Regions from separate parts of the Zea mays genome. Here regions 2 and 3 are each linked to region 1. The links are chromatin contacts, called in public Hi-C maps. All regions are on one chromosome and are shown on one strand. The core of a region is the stretch at or near the end of the contact, and the rest is flanking DNA. Distances in the headings are between cores, read along the strand shown.

The links. A called contact is a pair of places that touch in the nucleus more often than the background predicts.
Region 2: a Hi-C map of tassel shows a contact between it and region 1, with 3 times the contacts expected there. The contact joins the promoter of LOC103632264 here to the promoter of LOC100383469 in region 1. A contact is called at or near these places in 3 of 25 Hi-C or Micro-C datasets (ear, leaf and tassel).
Region 3: a Hi-C map of endosperm shows a contact between it and region 1, with 2.6 times the contacts expected there. The contact joins the promoter of LOC100277465 here to the promoter of LOC100383469 in region 1. A contact is called at or near these places in 4 of 25 Hi-C or Micro-C datasets (ear, endosperm and tassel).

The regions. Positions count from the first base shown.
Region 1 is chr7:39,415,364-39,419,478 of Zm-B73-REFERENCE-NAM-5.0, reverse strand. LOC100383469 reads left to right here and starts at 2,195. Exons shown (of 3, transcript NM_001176117.1): 1 at 2,195-2,294; 2 at 2,393-4,115. The coding sequence starts at 2,489.
Region 2 is chr7:39,647,805-39,651,919 of Zm-B73-REFERENCE-NAM-5.0, reverse strand. It overlaps LOC103632264 (putative pentatricopeptide repeat-containing protein At3g23330), which reads right to left and starts at 2,068. Exons shown (of 4, transcript XM_008654078.4): 1 at 196-2,068. The coding sequence starts at 1,974. The coding sequence ends at 460. LOC103632266 (a long non-coding RNA gene) reads left to right here and starts at 1,927. Exons shown (of 3, transcript XR_555782.4): 1 at 1,927-2,229; 2 at 2,825-2,874; 3 at 3,188-3,437.
Region 3 is chr7:39,228,522-39,232,636 of Zm-B73-REFERENCE-NAM-5.0, reverse strand. LOC100277465 reads right to left here and starts at 2,447. Exons shown (of 2, transcript NM_001361292.1): 1 at 1-2,447. The coding sequence starts at 2,118. The coding sequence ends at 70.

The DNA.
Region 1 (4,115 bases), core at 946-3,445:
TAGTAATAAAAATATATTAATGTTAAAATTGGGATTAAACCTATTTTTGAAATCTAGAATTTGAAGATGAAATAGAAAAAAAAGAAAAAAAGGAAAATAATAAACAATATAAAGAAGAATATATATAAATCAAGATATCTCTTCATACTGGTAATTTGATTTGTACAAAATTCACAACAAAATTTGAATGCAAATTTGAAATCTAAAAATAAAAAGGAAAATAAAATAGAAAATAAAAGAAAAAGAAAAGGGAAAAGAAAGCTAAATGGGCTAGTTGGCCCGTTTTCGGCCCATTCCACCGCGTAGCCCAATTCCTTGAATCAGGCGCCGACAAGTGGGCCTACGTGGTCAGCCGGTTGTTGCCAGAAGCATTCGCGCGCGCGGGGACGCTGACGTATGGGCCCAACTTCGCCAGTCACTACGAGTCACCAGTTGATCCCGGACTCTTTGGCGCATGGGGGCAGCCTGTTAGAGTCACCTTCCCCGGCGAAATCACGCCGCGCAACAGAACCCGAGTATTCTGGTGCGGTCATGTCCTCGGGGGTCGATTCCTCCAACCTGCTTATAAGCGAACACCTGCCCTCTCGCCCTGCTAGCCTGGCCACCGCTTTACCCTCGCGTACCTCGCCAACACCGTGGGAGTAGAGTCACCGTCGCCGAGCACGGGAGGTCCGCTGCGGTGGGAATCCAACCACACACACAATCGGGGTGCGCTGCTAGCCGTGAAGCTTCGCCTGATTGTGGGGAAACTGCGTGGGTCCTCTACGGGTGGTGCTTGGACCGGGGACGTCGTTGATTGCTCACCGGAGTCCAGACTTCATCCCGGGGCCATGCCATGTCGTGGCCAGGTGTCCGCGGGCCGTTTTCCCTTTCCGGTAAGCCCCCATACACGTCCACTTTCTTCTCCCCTTTGAAACGGATTGGGTTTCGCTTGGATCCAGTCGGTAGATGGCCGGGTTGGTTGAACTCCGGCGAGAGCGCCGCCTCGGCCGCATCCGCGTCGCCGTGCCTAGGTGCGGGAGGTAGAGGGCGGATTCGTAGGCGTTCATCGTGTTTTGACGGCTGAGATTAGATCGTGCTCGAGATAGATCTCTGCCGCACATGTTAGGTTCATCAGCCGCGATTAGAGCTCGGATAATAAAATCTCGTCCGCCGATCTCCCTATTGACGGTGCGGGTTGCATACCGGTTCAGAATAGGTGATCTAATCCTAACCGTTAGATAGGCGACCAACGATAGTGATGCGCGAACACCCTTTCGGCTGGATTGGGTCAAGGTGTGAATGAATTCTGGCCGTGGATCCTTGATCCCATGGTCGTGGATGCGTACCGATTAAATTTAACTGGTCATTTACATCACATTGTGTTTTATTATTAATTTTGATCTATCATTACTCTGTTTTGGTATATACTTACATTTAGTAACTGCTAATAAAATTTAACCAACTTATTAAAAGCAATGCTCAGCTTCAACCATTATTTATTGATTAGTCTTACACTTCACATAAACTCCCACATTTAGTGAGTTCATACACATTATTCCCCACAACTAGTTTAGAAGCTATTTTTAATCGTTTGGTAGAGCTTCACGATGAGCATGAGATATAGCCCGTCTGAGATGGAGCCTTCTAAAGAGCTATACTTAAGGAGCCTAAATATTGGACATGTAGGTGAAACATACTACGACAATGAAGCAACAGTGTGGTCTGTGGATGGATTTCGCTCCGTATTGCAGGGCTAGGCACACGCATGACGTGTCATAAAATCCAAAACGCTCAAAAGAATCATAAAACGCCAATTGATTAGCGATCAATCAGCGGCGTAATTTTAATTTGTAGATAGAGACAGAAAATCGCATAACAAAACGGTTCTCCTCCCTTTTGCACAAAGGACCCGAAGAAATGTGTGCATAGAGAGAGAAACAAGATAGGGGCAGAGGGGAGAGAAGAAAGTTCTCCCCCCTTCCGTCTTGTTCACTTTTCAATCTCCCACGTCGCCCCATGGGCCATGGCAAGGCTGCTTCGGGTGTCCCTCGCTCTCTCTCTCGCTTTCCCTCTCTAGACTTCAATACTTTTCCCCTGTCCGTGGGCAAGCCCATCATGACGTGAGGGAGGGGGAGGCGATGCCCAGTCTACTCTAGCCTGGGTCTTGAGAGAGAGGGGAGACGAGGGTGGGAGTAATACAACAGAGCCAAGCCGAGGGAGGAGAGAGGGAGAGAGAGGGGGAGCAGGGAACCCAAAGAGACAAGGCAAGGAAGCAGAGAGAAACTCCAAGATTGGGGGCGACTGGTAAGCAAGTAAGCTCCTTTTCGACTTTCTTAATATCACCGAGCGATTGATTTCCGCTGCCATACGTTCCGCTCAATTCTTACCTTCCACTGCTTCCGCAAATAAGGGGGAGGAGTAGAGGCGGCGTTTGTTCTCCTTCGATTCCCTAGTCTTCCTGGAGGGCGACGAAGGGAGATTTCGCCGGGCGCGGACGGACGCCGCGATGGCCGGTGTCGACGCCGCCAGGTACGCGCACAGCCCAGCACACCACGCTGTGGCGGCCCGGGACCACGCCGCGCTGCGCCGCGTGCTGGACGCGCTCCCGCGGGCGCGCCGGCCCGAGGAGATCCGGACGGAAGCGGACTCCGTCGCCGAGGAGGCCCGCGCCGAGGCCGTCTCGGCGGTCATCGACCGCCGCGACGTGCCCGGGCGGGAGACGCCGCTCCACCTCGCCGTGCGCCTCTGTGACCCCACGGCGGCCGAGATGCTCATGGCGGCCGGCGCCGACTGGAGCCTGCAGAACGAGCAGGGTTGGAGCGCCCTCCAGGAGGCCATCTGCACGCGCGAGGAGGCCCTGGCGCGCGTCATCGTGCGCCACTACCAGCCCCTCGCCTGGGCCAAGTGGTGCCGCCGACTGCCCCGCGTCGTCGCCGCCATGCGCCGGATGCGGGACTTCTACATGGAGATCACCTTCCATTTTGAGAGCTCCGTCATCCCATTCATTTCCCGCATCGCGCCCTCCGACACCTACAGGGTCTGGAAGCGTGGCTCCAACCTCCGCGCCGACATGACCCTCGCTGGTTTCGATGGCTTCAAGATCCAACGCTCCGACCAGACCATACTCTTCCTCGGGGAAGGGTCGGAGGATGGCAAGGTGCCGCCGGGTTCACTGTGCATGATCAACCACAAGGACAAGGAGATTATGAACGCGCTGGAGGGGGCAGGCACCCCAGCCTCAGATGCAGAAGTCCAGCAGGAGGTCGCTGCAATGTCACAGACCAACATCTTCCGTCCGGGGATTGACGTCACCCAAGCGCTGTTGCTCCCACAGCTCACTTGGCGGCGGCAGGAACGGACAGAGGCGGTTGGCCCGTGGAAGGCCAAGGTGTATGAAATGAATCATGTGGTGGTCAGTGTCAAGTCAAGGAGGGTCCCGGGGGCGATGACGGATGAAGAATTCTTTTCATCTTGCAATGACAATGATATAGAGAGTGAGGGGTTTGATGATGTTCTGACAGAGGAGGAGAAGAAGCAGTTGGAGGCTGCGCTAAAAATGGATTCTCCGGATGCCGGTGGGGAAGACCAATCTGACTCATTTGCTGGCCCTCGACATAGTTGCTTTGAGCCAAGGGAGAGGGAGGTACCCATTGAGGACATGAGTGTTTCTGGAAATGGGGAGGGTAAGCATGACAAGAAAGGTTGGTTCAGTAATTGGGGAAAGAGAAGTCAGGTTAGCAAGTCAGAGGGGGTGAAGAAGATGGCATCTCCAAGGAACTCGCTCTGTGTAGATGACAAGGTGAGTGACCTCGTCATTGAATCGCCCTCAAATGTACAAACAAGACCGGGAAGGCATTCGGTAGATGTAGTCAGACCAGATGACAACAGAAGGATCAGGGAAAGGGATAGTAGGAGACATGTTGCTTCTGCAGAGAATGGGCATAGGCGCAAAGAAGGTTCCAAAGAAAGTGAGTACAAAAAAGGCCTAAGGCCTGTTCTCTGGCTCTCTCCAAATTTCCCTCTTCGGACTGAGGAGCTGCTGCCATTGCTTGATATTCTTGCAAACAAAGTGAAGGCAATTCGTCGTTTGAGGGATCTACTTACAACAAAACTCCCTCCAGGCACATTTCCTG
Region 2 (4,115 bases), core at 819-3,318, 230 kb before region 1:
ATTTAATCCTATTGTAAAACAGCCACCAGGTAGAAGATAAACTTGTCAGCTTAGGAAACCCTCTTCTAAACTTAAGCATCCTTATTCTACTATAAATGTACAATTTAGCCTCAGCCCTCATGGATGCAGAAAACATCAAATTCTGAAGAAATTAAAAAATTTCTATACCTCAAATATACTAGAAGCAAAATTTACCTGGAAAAGAGGAGATTGCAGAAAACCTTGACATCATCGTATAAGGCACTTTTGTTGCTTAAAGACTCCAACAGTAGATGTGTCATAATCTTCTCATCTAACAACATACAAGTACATGCAGATTTGTTGTTGTAGCTTCAGTACACCTTCCAGGAATTTGTGCGATCTAATGTGATTGCTCCCAGGCATAGGCATTGAATGGTACACTTGAGATCAGAAGCATCAAAAGCCTATCTGTAAGTCACTCGAAGAAGCATTGTTAACCTATATTGGATTTACCCAACTACAACCAGTTTTTTTCTTCAATGATCCCTGGTTGATTGTATCCCTTACTTGTTTAACAATATTCCACCTTTCTGAAGAGGCATTTAGGTTTGATACTGCAACAAGATTAGATGGTTTCCCTTGTTCCAATCTAAGAAGAGACCTGGAAGCCAGATCTTGGATTTCTTTGTTGTCGTACTTAACAGAGGCATCCAGAAGTGCTCCCCAGACACTAGAGCCTGGCTCCACACTCATTGACTTCACAAAATCCAAGGCATGGTAAACATTCCCAGATCGGCCCAGTAAATCAACCATACAGGCACACATCTCCTCAGTTGGATGAACCCCGTGATCATTTACCATGGAGCTGTATGTATTAAGGCCCTTCAACACCAAACCTGCATGGCAACAAGCTGAAAGAACACCAAGTCCAATAATGCTGTCAGGTTTAACCCCAGATGAAAGCATCTGATCGAACAAAGCAACTGCTTCCACACCCATACCATGAATGCCATAACCCAAAATCATTGCACCCCATGAGATCACATCTTTGCACCAACTGGTATCATCAAAGATCCGCCTTGCATAATGCAAGGCCCCACACTTTGCGTATGTATCAATCAAAGCATTGTTCAGCGACATCTCTGCGTGCATCATCATTCTTACTGCAAAACCATGCACCTGTTTCCCCTCTGCTAAGCTCGAGAGGGCCTCAATGGCCGAGAGCACAGTGATCAACGTAATCCTGTTCGGTGGAATGGCATCAATAAGCCACATTGCCCGGAAACAATCCACGGCATCATCAAACATGCCATTCTCTATGTACCCTCCCACCATGGCTGTCCAGCAAACAACGTTCCTTCGTGCCATCCTATTGAAAACAGTTCTTGCAGAGTCCGGGTGGCCAACCCTGCAGTACATGGACACCAGGCCGCTGCTCACATGGAAATCATCGTCCCCACACATCCAATCTCTGACGGCATAGCAATGAAGCTCCCTGCCCCAGCGCGCAGACGTGCACACCGGCAGCACGGCTGACATAGTGAACCGGTCTGGCGCGCACCCGTCGGCGACCATCCGCCGCACAAGGCCCCACACGTCGTCGTGCGAGTGCGAGATAAGGGTGTTGTAGGAGGACGCGGTGCGCGCGGGCATTTCCTCGAACAGGCGGCGCGCGAGGCCCTGACAGGGGACCGGTGGGCATATGTACAGACGGAGCAGAGAGTTGGCGAGGACGGGGTCCGCGTGGAGGAGGCCCAGGCGGAGCGCGAGGGCGTGGAGGGTGACGGCAGCGGAGGGGAGGGCCGAGGTGAGGACGGAGAGAGTGAAGGCATCGGGGCGGCGGAACGGGAGTAGGCGGCGGCGGAAGAGGTAGAGCGGGAGGTGCCCGTGGGAAGGGTCCACGGAGGCGGCAAGCGCAGAGAGGAGGGAGTTGAAGACGGGCAGCGGGACGCCGACCGGATCCGCAAGCACGGCCGCCAGTCGGGACGCCACGGACGCCGGAAGCGGGCGCATGGTGTAAGCTGTAAACGGCAGGCCGCAGACGGCCCGGGCCGTACGATGCAGTTGTGTTGAGCTAAGCTAAGGTAGCGTTTGGTTGGAGAGTACTGTGGTATGGAGTCGTTCCGTTCCAGGGTGTTTGGTTTCATTCTAGACATAATCGAGTGGCTCTAAAATAAGAATATTCCTCCAATATCAAGGATCCCTAGCCTCCAAAAAAACACTCAAACCCGTACGCTCGGGAGCACAACGCGTCCATTCCTCTCCCAGGTACGCTCCTCTCCCTTCGCTCGTTTCTTCCCCAACCTTCTCTATCGCCGCATCTCATCTGCCTCCGGCCACCGTCTCATCTTGCCTTCGCGCGTCTGAGGATCCGACGGATCTACCACATCACACATCCACGCCGCCACGACCAACTGAAAGCTTAACGGGCCGGAGCAACCCTAATCGCCCCAGGGTGAGAGGTCAAGGCGAAGTGATGCGGGATTGGAGGGGTGCTTGCCTGGCTTGGACACCTCGGCGCCGACGGCGAGGAGGCAGAGCCCGGAGCGGAGCCCGCGGTTCAGCGCTGTCGCCATTGCCTTCGTGATCTCGACTGGGTCGCCGCCGCGGGTGGTGTGGTGTGGTGGTGGGCAAGAGGGTGATTCGGTGTGATTTGTTGTGGTCGGGCCTTCGACGATGTGCTTCACTGGAGCTTGAACTGATTTGAGAACAGGCTGAACAGCACAAGTCCAATCTTTCTACGATTAGCATATTTCTTGTTCCTTTTTCTTGGCGTGGACACCTATGCTCTGTTCAATTCTTGGCTCACGCCATCTTGTAGACTTCAGATCATACTAGCTAAAAATTCTTTTGTTTTTTATAGGTCATCCGGTTGCAAGTATTCAGGAGACAAAAAAGACTTTAGAGCTTAAGGTATTATAATATTTTTTATTTCACATTTAAGCAGTGAAATTAATCATGCATGTGTGGTTTCAATTGGTAATATTGTCCTTTTTTATATAGATGGAGAAGAAGTATATGCTTGTAGTGTATGTTGTTGCTGCTCATATGTTGCTTTCAATGATGGCTTGTGTTATTGAATCTAGAAAAAGAAAACGTCATGGTCATGCAGCAGTAGGACAAATTAGTTATGGTCCAATTTATGAGCGAGATAGAAAAAGGATGGAGTATCTTGATGATAAAATTTGGAAGAGTGATGTCACTTGTGTTATCTTATTGTATGCAGGATGAAAGAAACAAGGGTGATGATGAATTCATAAACAAGCCTCTTCCCTACTATGGCAACCTTGCTACAATTTTTGGCAATAGTGTGATGGTTGTATGGATGCGTCATGTGTAAGATTATATAGTAATTATTATACATTTTATGATCTATATTTATATTTGTCATTTTAAGATATGACTAATGGTTGTATGAATGTGTCATATCTTAAAATACAGATTGACTAATGGAGAAAATTATCTATTTGCACTCATCAACCAAACATAGAGCATAGCCACTCCATTATGCTTTACTCTTGAACCAAACACAGAATGAAATCGCTCCGTTCTACTTCACTCTAGAACCAAACAAAGGATGGAGCCGCTCTGTTCCAGTTCACTCTGCAACCAAACAAAAAATAGAGTTGCTCCGTTCCAGCTTACCAAACACAAAACAGAGCGGCTCCATTCCTAAAATCAGGGATGGAACGGTTCCATTCTAGTTGGCTCCTGAACCAAACACTACCTAAGAGTCGGGCTATACATGTCTAAATGGGTGTGTCGGGCTAACCCAGCCCAGGCACGTTCAGGCCCAACACGAATAGTGCCCGGACTAACCCGGCACGTAGGTAATAACAGGTCGGACTGTGCCCGTCTACGTGCCGTACTTAGAGCCCAAGCACGGCACGAAGATCCTCTAAACGGGCTGTGTCGGGCTTTCAGCCCGGTGGGCTTTTTACTGTACCGTGCCACCCGTTAGTCCGGCTAACAGTAAAAAGCAAATGTCTGTACAAGCAAATGCCTCGCTAACAGTTAAAAAACAGGAAAAAATGATACAAACTGGTAGCAAGATCATAATCTGATAGCAATTACAATTACACACATAATCTGACAGCAATTACACATACACACATAGTCGTATCAAGATCACAATTACACACATAATCTAACGG
Region 3 (4,115 bases), core at 1,198-3,697, 190 kb after region 1:
AAGCATAATGAAAACTTCAAAAATAAAGGTAAAAGAAGGAGATTACTGCCTTCTAAATAGATACTCCAGCTACATAGTTAACTGTCCAATCCATTCGTCAACCATCCCATAGTCAATGCTTAGCTCCCTCAACGGTGGAATGTTTTCCATGGCAAAGATCATGAGGTGGGGGTAAGACACATTGTAATGATCAAACAGCACAAACTGGACAAACACGTTTGGACTGCAACTGTGGCTGAAATAGCATGCCACATTCCTTGCCCTTGACACATCAATTGCAAATTTTAACTCAGGAATAGAAGGATGGTCTGGCGCCACATAATCAGGGTAGACATCAGATATATCACCCCAATCCAACCACCTTGGAGGAAACCTACTTGGACGCACCAAGCAATCGCCGTTTGCTGCCACAACCTCTGACTGCTGGTGAGTAAGGATAATCCCGCTGAACTCACAAATGAATGTGCCAGCCTTAATGAGATCCAAAGACCGAACTCCCCACCCAGTCTCCCTTGACCGGAATACCTCAAGCCTATGTTGAAGCCCCTTCTGACTAACCCTGTTGGGGCAACTAGGTGGGCATCTGCAGTATGGCCCACACTCATATACCAGTGGCTTGCCTCGTAGCAGGGTTCCAGTCCTATCATATGCAAACTCGCCACCATTCCTCCCTGCACAGTTACATCCAATTGAGCAAATCTCAGCACAATCACAACCACCACCACCACCTTCAGCAAACTTCCCCTGGACAGCAGAGGTAGGAAATATTGGACGTGCCAGATATTCGAATAAGAGTGGGTCCTGATCATCATCAACATCATTGAAGAGTGCAACTGACAAGGTATCACGGCCCATGGAGATATCAAAGCTCAAATACCCTGTTGGCCTTATAGCAAACACATCCACCTTAAGCTGTTCAGCTACTCGATAATTCACACTACCCATGGGTTCTTGGCCCTCAATCCGCAGCAGTCTATACTTATAAACACCAAACCCAGATTTCCCACGGTCGAGCCAGTAGTCAACAACCTTGTAGAGGCCATCGTAGAAGTAAACCTTACCAACAGGGCTTCGTCTTGACTTGACAGCACGGATTACACGAATCTCAATACCATAAGCCATGCTGCGCTCGAGGGCAAGATTGCCGCCCTCCAGCTTCTGATCGACGCAATGCTTGTGGAGGTTGGGATCACGGCCGCCATGCCCAGTGTACACAAGTACATCGCCGTGATCATCATCATCCTCATACCCACCAGATACAATTATAGATGTGGCTATAGGCTCCCCAGATGCAGACCTCCCTGCACTGACATAATCAATTCCGGCCTGCACCTGGCCATGGAGTCCAAGCACGCAAAGCTCCATGCGGAAGAAGAAAGCGTCACCCACCGAGATCCCGGGCATCGGCCCGACGATGCGGCGGTCGCGATTGAGCCAGAGGTCGTGGTCCCCCATGAGCGCTGCGGCACGCAGGTCCGCGCGGACGCGGCGCCGGTCCCTGGCAACGCCGAACCCGGCGACGGCCGCAAGGCCGAGGGACTCGGCGCGCTCGTCGTCCCTGAGTAGAAGCCCGCGGAGGCATTCGAAAGTGATGCGCGCCCTGCGCACGAGGTCGCGGAAGTAGATCTGGTCCTGCACGCCGAGCGAGGAGACCCGCACGAGGTCCGACGAACGCGGCCGGCGCTTCTTCACGACAGACCCGGACCCCGACTGCACCACCGCCGGTGCGGCCGCCTCCGGAGCTAGCGCTGGGATGATCGCCCCGGACCTCGCAGACGAGAGGTAGAGGCCCGCGAGGCGGTAGTACTCCCGAAGGAGCGCGTCCTCGTCCAGGTTAGGCGGCAGCGACTGCAGCGGCGCCATCACCGGAGCGGACGAGAGGTCAGGAGTCGCTGGCGACAGAGGCGCCGTGGCCTCAGGAGCCGGAGCCGCTGCATGCTGCTGCTGGGGCGTCTGGGTTGGGGGCGCAGGCAGCGGCAGGGGCCCGAGCTCTGGTGACGCGGGCTCCGACTTGGGCTCCCTCTTGAGGAACGGCAGGAAGTTGAGGTCTATGGACTCCGAAGACCCGGCCGGAGACGATATCGGCGACGACGACGGCGAGGATTCCACCACATCCATTTCCACAACCAAACTTCCCTGTCCGTCCTCCCTTGCCTCCTCCGCTCCAAAACTCCCCAAACGCTCGCGGGCTCGCGGCGCGTAACGGAGACGGCAAGGTGAAGGCTGACGTGGTCTGCAGGGGAGTGGAGGATTTCACCAACTAATGACTGGTTAGATGACGTTGGTGCAGGCAAGAAAAAAAAATGGCAGAACGAGGCAGAGGTTGCGAAATCTCCAAAATGGAGCGCCCTTCACCGGAGCGGAGCTCGAAGGAATTGCGAAAATGGAGCGGAGAGGAGGCCGAGAGCAGTAGTCTAAAAAAAGTAGATGCCCCACTTTCTCGTGCTCTCCACAGTTACTGACAACTTGGCAAGCAGGCCCTCGGACAACTGGTCTGGTATTCCGTATAAAAACGGCATTTATTATGATTAGTAGTAGCTCGGGACCCGTGCAGGGTTAATCTGATATGAATATTATCATCGGCGGTGCGTTGAATGCGCTACAGCTAATATCTGGCTTAAAAGTTGCTAGCACGACAATCCACTGACAATTGTTTGTCTATATATGTATTAAAAAATTAAACAAGTCATATCGAATAGTTATATAGTGACTAGGTATATACCCGTGCGTTGCGACGAAAGACAAATTGACGAGCCTCCAACCGCTCAAGGCCTAGCGACGTGTGGCGTGACTGCAATGGTGATGGGAACGCTCGTGGGAAACAGTGCCTCGTTGCAGAGGATCACGAGCCTAAGCACGCCACCACTCAACGCCATGAGTTCCATCATCCTTTTGCGGGGCTGCCATTGCCACGAGCTCCATATATAAAATGAGTTGTTCAGATCATAATAAACAAAACAATGGTTTTGTTTAATTCATGTACTGCCTTCTAATATTAACAAAGTCTCAGACAATATTGACAAAGCATATATTCTTATCTAATTGCCTCATTCTTGATAAACCCACACAAGAATAGAAGAGCAGAAAAAATATAGATCAAGCAAGCATATCAAGGATATAGTATTTTTAGACAAAATACATAGCAAGTTTTGTGTAGCAGTTCTAGGCATGCCAAATACAGTGGCAATGCATAGCAAGTCTAGGCATGGCTATCGAATTTATGCAAACAATACTCATTCTTCACATGTTCTGTTGAATACATGTACTGCCTTCTAATGTGGTCGCAATGGTCCAATTGGGGCTTGGGGGCAAAAATTCAGCAAACACAGCATATGCATACTTTGGCCATCAGTCCAAAGCACACAAGTTAAATCGTTCCAGACTCAGGAGAGTTGACTTACAAATTTTCAAAACATCAAACAGTGGTACCATAATGCTACAGTAGCACCTCTTATTCTACTTTTCTCCCATGGACATCTCAATTTTGTGGGACACACAAGGCAATTACATGGCACTATAAGATAATCTGGTTCAGGTATAATCTCTTCACATGTTTGTGTGAATCACACGCTTAACACAATCAGAAGCACGTATTTGAGGTTGGTGCAAGAGAACTCTATCTTCTTAACAGATAGAGTTCTGCATCTGGCTGCTGCTCACAATCCTTGGTTATGTCACCAGAATCATCTACGCGATCTATGTCCTTGCTGCTCTCGACTTTGACCAGCACGAGAGGGAATACTACACCCTTGCTTAGAGCATCTGGTTGTGTCAGGCGGGCCTGCACAGTTGAGTCGAAATCAGTATTTTTCTCGTGTGGATTGTCTGACATGGCATAACCGGCAATGGGTAACCAAGTGTGTGGTCTAGTGCTATATCTCAGTTACCCAACTTGTGAGCTCTCTTTATTGTGATCCAGTTATTCAATCTGTAATTGTGATACTACAAGAGAATAAGATGCACCTGTATCTCTGAGAGCAACTGTGCTTTATGATTAGTGCTACCTTGGGCTCAAAAACACGTGAACAGTCGTTCTATGAAATGCGATGTGTACACACATGTTCTTTGAAATCTCCTGCAGACCAAAAGGGGATACTACCAGATGTATCGTGTAG